Linked DNA regions of Anas platyrhynchos: region 2 is linked to region 1. A link is a contact called in public Hi-C data. All regions are on one chromosome and are shown on one strand. Each heading gives the region's core, a stretch centred on a gene start, on an enhancer-like site or on the middle of the called end of the contact. The rest is flanking DNA. Distances are from core to core; before and after follow the strand shown. Region 1 holds the start of ZDHHC8 (zDHHC palmitoyltransferase 8). Region 2 overlaps ZDHHC8 (zDHHC palmitoyltransferase 8).

What was found. Hi-C and Micro-C count contacts between places; a contact is called where the count stands out from the background.
Region 2: a contact with region 1 is called in a Hi-C map of subcutaneous adipose tissue, with 2.9 times the contacts expected there. The contact joins the enhancer-like site here to the promoter of ZDHHC8 in region 1. A contact is called at or near these places in 5 of 8 Hi-C or Micro-C datasets (F1 follicle, liver, skeletal muscle and 1 more).

What each region holds. Positions count from the first base shown.
Region 1 is chr16:11,125,390-11,128,589 of IASCAAS_PekinDuck_T2T, reverse strand. ZDHHC8 (zDHHC palmitoyltransferase 8) reads right to left here and starts at 1,442. Exons shown (of 11, transcript XM_027469645.3): 1 at 1,011-1,442. The coding sequence starts at 1,114.
Region 2 is chr16:11,201,116-11,204,315 of IASCAAS_PekinDuck_T2T, reverse strand. All of the region lies in intron 1 of ZDHHC8 (zDHHC palmitoyltransferase 8), which reads right to left. Among named protein-coding and RNA genes, the nearest start is that of PGAM5, 53 kb to the left of the region's middle. Within about 2 kb of position 1,730, at least 6 of the 8 cell types and tissues checked have an H3K27ac peak or open chromatin away from gene starts, as enhancers often do. A contact at or near this core is called in F1 follicle and subcutaneous adipose tissue, where this site is marked.

The DNA of each region.
Region 1 (3,200 bases), core at 193-2,692:
CCAAAAACTGTTCTGATTTTAAAGATCTGTTAGACAACACAACATTTGCATTTTATTCTGGAATCCTACATTAAGACTGCCACAGCAGTAACGAGCAGTTGGACGCGCTGAGAGCCGTCCTGCGGTGACACTCCGAAGGGTACCGAGGTGGACACGTACTGCCCCAGTTACACAGCCTTCTGCTCCTGGGGCTTCATTCAGCTCAATTAAAAATTAGCAATGGCAAAACACGGCGCACGGTTTCAAAATAAGCAAGCCAGTCGGTCTTAATATCCGCACAGCAATCTTTTCACCTCCCCGAAAAGCAGCTTAGCCAAAGCTCCCTTCAGAGCGGTTTTGCAGCATCGCTCCCTCGAAATAGCAGCAATGCCTTTGCAGGGCAGCCGCTGCCATCCCGGCGAAGGAGGGGTTAAGGCTCTTCATAACTCAAGTTTATGTAAAGGGAGAGGACCCGGCGAGGCAAAGCAGCACGCCGCTCACATATTAATACACCGACAGGGGCTGTGAAGCCAGAGCCCCGCTCTGCATCTGAGGGAGGTGGGAGCGGGAGCAGAGGAAACGAAGGGAGGGGGAAGGGTGGGGAAAAAAGTTTCCCCTTCCCTCCCTGCGGCAAATCCAAACCTGCCCGTGGGCTCCTGGGGCTCCGGGGGGGGCCATTACATAAAAAACGCCCCGAGCCGGGCAGCACCGAGCGCCTGGGACGGGATCGCTGCCGCTGCCAAGCGCTGCGCCGGGCAGAGCCGCGGTGCGCAGCCGGGGGCTGCCTCCCTCCTGCCGGCCTCCCTGCCTCCTCCCCGGCCTCCTGCCCGGCCTCCCGGCCCCTCTCGGCAGCAGGGCAGCCGGCAGCCGGCACCCCCCGCCGCAGCCTGACGGCTCCCGTGCGCGAAATGGTGGCTCCGGCTGTCAGCGAGCGGCAGCCCCTGCAGAGCCGCGCCGGGCCGAGCCGGGCCTGGAGGAGCCGAGCCCGGCCTCCCCCCTCTCCCACCGCTTCGCCCCGCGGCGTTACTTACGTGAAAACAAAAAATAAAGTAGTCGAACCCACTAGCAAGGCGGCCGCTGTGGAGACGGGGATGTATTTCGTCGGTTTAAACCTCTTGCCGGTGCTGCTGGGCATCCTGTGGCTTACACATCACTGTGCGGAGCCGAGCCGGGAGCGGGGGGCCGGGAGGGCGCGGGCAGCCTCCGGCACGGGCGGGGAGGGGGAACCGGCAGGGGGAACCGGGCCGGCTGACCTCCAGCACAGGAAATCCCACCCCCGCCGCCCGGCCCCTCGGCTGATGTCAAGCAGCCCCTTAAGGTAGCGCTGCGGGCGGCTCGGCTCGGCTCGGCCCCTCCCGAGGCACCCGGCCGCCGCGCCGAGGGGAAGCGCTGGGTTTTTCGGGGAGGGGAAGGAAAGGAGAGGAAAGGAGGAGGGAGAAGGGGCCGGCCGAGCGCCGCCGTGCTCTTTGTGGGAGGGTGGAGGAGGAGGGAGCGGCAGCGAGCTCGGGGGAGGGGGCCGGGGGCGCCCCCAGAGGCTGCGGGGCGGCCCCGGGGCTGCTGCTGCGGGCAGCGGGAGCGGCACGGCCCGAGCGGCGCCCTGCTGCCCTCCGCAGCGAGCCCCGGGAGCCAGCAGGCAGAAATAAAGAGGTGATTTAAGGTAAGATCGCCAAGTTCAGCGAGAAGGCTTTCTAGAGAGCGCTGTGCAAAGCGGCTGCTCCGCTCCGCTCGCAGCAGGCAGCTCTGCGCAGGCACCGGGAAAGCCTCGCAGGGGGGCAGGGTGCGAGGCCACTCGGAAATTCACGCATCGAGCCCAGGAGCTGCAGCCTGCCCCAGCGCTCCTGTTTTCCTCCTCAGCCAGGCTCCCTCTGCAGCTGCCAACAGGCCTGTGAAGCACCCACGGCATCAGACAATGACAGCCACCTTCACGGCTTCTGCTGGGGCTGAAAAGTAAACTTACCTTACAAGGTATGCACCCGGCTCCTGTTCTGGAGAGACAGTAACAATCACCATTTAAAGAGACTTGGGTGAGCTCTACAGTCCTCGAGGTATTTGGAACAGAACAAGAAAAATCCAACAAAAAAGCAAGTACAGGCTCTCCGCTTTGCAAGGTTTGCAATAAAATTGTGAGCATCAGCTTTAAATATAAGCAAATCCAGCAAGTTCCAGCCTGAAGGTATATAGTTATGTGAAATCTGCTTTTGCTAGTAACTGCTCTCTCTTCCCCCCTTCCCCCCCCCCCCCAATCCGTATTCTCAGCCCTCTGAGAACAACTTTAAAAGTGCCAGGGTTTATCCAAAAGGGACTAAAGCCAAAAGGCAATTTAAAATGAGCTCCAAACTCAGGTTTTTGAGGTAAAGAAAGGAAAACAACTTGGTTACTTTTGAATGCCTAGGGTACGTTATTTCCTACGCTTCACTCCTCACTGTCATGCCAGGTTATTGAAATAAATGATTCTTAAAATGCTCACAACTAATCAAAAGGTCAGTAACTTCACACAGAATCAGACTCTGCATACTAACCTGAAAGCCTTCAGGTGCAAATCCACTGGCACATTAAGTTGGATCCGAGGTGTACTTTGGAAGCAAATGTCTCGGTCACCCTCATGTACCGTGGTTTGATGCATGTTGCTGAGTGGCCTCAAAGTACAAAGCTACATTCCTTTTGAATAAAACTTAACCAGAAGATGCATTTTAGGAGCACACCTAACACACCCATATAACACGTTAGTTCTAAATGAACTTCCCCAAAAGACCTTGCAGTCTAGCACTACTTGCACAAACTAGGCAGAGACACCATCACTTCCATCAGTTCAGGCCCTGTCCTCCTCCCCATTCAGCCAACATTCTTGGTGAAAAATTTCATAGTTTCAAACAGAACCCTGATATTTTTACACTGGTTTCATTTTAAACTGGAAAACGTTACATGAAGTATTACAGACAGCTTACAAAGTTTGGTTAGCATCCTCTAATGGACAGTGAGAGATTTACTCTACACTTCTTAGGGCTTGAAAATTACTCAAGAAGTTATCTCCCCACTCAAGTGGCTGTCAGATTTGCATTTTCAGCATGGATATGCAATAGGGTCTCCACAAGTACCTTTCAAGGTACGTATTTGGAGGTTGGTGATTTATTTAAAATTTCATTCTGTCTAAGGACAAGGCCTTTCTGAAAAGTAGCAAGTTACCACAAAGGATGGCAACGTCCCTTGATGTGAACACAGGA
Region 2 (3,200 bases), core at 481-2,980, 75 kb before region 1:
TCCTAAGAGCCATCATCCCTTTACAGCTAGTGGAGAAAATTATTTAACTCAAAGACAGCACCTATTAGATAAAAGCATGTGGCACTTAATTAACAATGAGCCAATATGCACAAGATATGTTTAATATGAACTCTATAGACTGTGTTATCATGTCCTCAGTGCATTAGCTGAGAATTGGGTAACATCATGTGCTTTTCAATACATGGGGAAAAGAAGAAAAGCAGGGGACACCAGCAGAGCCAGCCCAGGTGTCTGAGCATAATCCCGGACAGCCTGGGGGTCAGGACACCTTTTACTGGTCTGCATCATAGGGCGAGTTGTTTCTGCACTGAGAAGAGCTGCAGGGACTGCTTGGGGTAGCAATTCCTAGCAGGGAGTACGTTATAAGAGGACCTTATCCCTCTGACACACATGCCAGACTCCAGAGAGCCCTGCTAGGGCCGATGCATGGCCTCAGCCAGCGGGGTGCAAAGGCCCGTCCAGCCGCAGGCGAGGTCTGACATCTCTGCTGCCTTCCAGGTGCTCGAGGAGGGAACTCGCCCCGTATCCAGCCAGCCCTGACAGACCTGCCAGCTGCTCGTTGCAATGCTGGGGCTGTCAGAGAGTCTTGTACGAACGAGGGGAAGGAAAATCCTGTGAGGCTGGTAATAGCAGTTACATTTCTTCCATGACTTGGGAGAGCTGTTCAGGAAATCTACAACTAATTAAGACCAGAGGTTCTTGCAGACTTGTCTGGATCATGTATTGCCTTTGAAATCTGGAAACAATACCTGTCCATGGCCTGAACAACATGCTTCAGAGCTGCTATGCAAGTTCTTTTATCTGTACAAGAGCTTGCTGGTGCAGGGAAGGAAGCCAGTCCTAGCCTGAGCTCTTGTTTGAGGATTTCTAGACACATGCAGCAAAATTACTGCAGGTATTGAAAGGTTCCCTACATGGACCAGAAAGATTAAGGACTTGGTATTTTACAGAAGAGATGAACAGAACAAAGAGACAGATGTATCTCTACTGCAAACAGATACCGAAGATAGGGCAGGCAGGGTAAACATTCTCCTACGTCAAGTATGGGAGCAAACATATAATAATAAAACAAAAGCCTCTCCTAGAGTCTCATCTCTAATTTCCCTCTGGAATATCCTCCCAAAGGACTTTTATGGAAACTTGAACTGTGAGCATGGCATTTATGTATTTTATTCTCACGATGCTGAAAAAGAGTATTTACATGGCTGGTATAAGGAGGCCCTAATATATGAAGATTTTAAGGAAAAAAAATAATCACAATTTCTGTAACTAAGAAGATAATAAGAATGAAAGACAACCTTCACATTCTAGCCTAAGAAACTTTGCACCTGGGGAGAACATCCCCCTGTGACTGCCTGCTTTGGGACTTTTTACCCCTTCCCAAGCCCAGCCAGGCCATCAGAGGACTCACCAGTGACTCAGCCTGTTTTGGCAACAGCTTAATCCTGCAATCCACAGACCTCACCACTGGGGCCAAGGTAACAAAGCAGAACAGGACAAGTCATCTCGCTCAGCACCCGGCTATCCCAGCCCCCATGTGCACCACCTCCCCCAGCCCCGCACCATCCTGACCCTAAGCAACGTTTTATACACCTGGTCTTGGCTCTGTGGGACGGATGCCAGCAGGCAGCAGCAGGGCAGAGCTGGGCTTCTCAAAGCCAGTTCCCAGCCCGTTTCTGCTCCAAGCTGGGGCTCTTTTGGGGCACAAGGACACAGCTGAAAAATCCTCGTTCCTTCCAGCAGAGGGTAGCGGGACACACAAGCCAGCAAGCAAATGTGTAGGATTGTACTGAAAGCAAGAGACGTGTGCAGTTCAAAACAAAACCAAGGGTTCAATATCAGTAATAAAAAACAGTGCTCAGCAGCACAGTGGAAATGTTACAAAACTACATGCATTCTTCCACTTGCATTCACCAAATGAAGAAACATCAAACTTTAGCGTGTTCTCATTATGTTCTCCCTTCCCCTGTAACATCACCATCTTCATTTTGCTTCCTAGTTTTGGGAAGGAGACCTTCAGGCAGCAGCAGTGCCTGAACAGGCTTTTTCTGCACCTCTCCATTAGAAATGTCTTCTCTTTCTCTGTATGGAGCTGTTCCCCCTTCCTTGAGTCTCCCAAAAGATCACCAAATAACATTCAGGCTCTATTTTCTCTTTTCTCCTCCTCATCAGCCTGTAGTGGATTAAAAGGCTGAGCAGCAAAATCCGTGCCCTTGTGCAGCAAAAGAGCACGGTTCTGCTGCTGCTGTACGCAGGAGATCCACAGCTGTCCCCACGCACTCTCAACAGAAACCACAAAAAGCCACTAAGGTAGAGGCACAGGCAGAGTCTCCTCAAACCATTAAACAACTGTGACCCCCTGCTTAGATTAAGTGTTTCCCATTTTAGCAGCACAAGCCGAGCCCAAATCCCAAGCCTCCCCTGCCTGCACATCAACAACTGCACCGTCCCTGCTCACCGCCTAACAGCATTAGGGCTGCCTTCTGGTGGCATTCTCCTGCAGGTAAAATCTTATTACAGCACCTACCAAGAACAAAAATGCTTCTGGGGAGCAATAAAACACTAAAATACACGGTGACTGTCATACTAACAGTCTTTTTTATTTAAACGATGAAACATAGCATCATCGTCTTAGGTTTAAATGTCTCTGTCAGCTTGGACAAAATATAAAGGGAATCTTCCAATATTTGGTTTGGTGCACAGGTATTCAATTCAGGTTGACAGAAAACGAAATTACTTTGCTTGGAAAACATCCTGAGAGACAATATAATCTTAATTACGGAGACAGGGAAATGGGATTCAACCTGGTATACAGATCTGTGTCTTGCCATTGGATTCTGAAGTGCAACAATGCGAGGGATCACAGGGGCAGCTGTGGAGGTGAAAATAATGGCAGGGAAACATCTTTGCTTTAGTTTTGCATTATTGGCTCTGCCCCAACACCCACCGCTTTCCAAAGAGAGAGGAGTAGCTTGCTCACACACTGAAGTGGTCATTGGGTAGCTGCTCTGCCATTTTCCATACTAATGTCTCAGCTTTCACTCACAGCCTGTGGTTTTGTGATTTTTGGGGGATGTTGATTTGAAAGAACCGCAAAGTTATCAGAAAAGGTGTAATTGTGCTGCGAACCTGATGCACTAAAAATCTCCCAACTCTCTTGCCATAATTCAGTAACATAA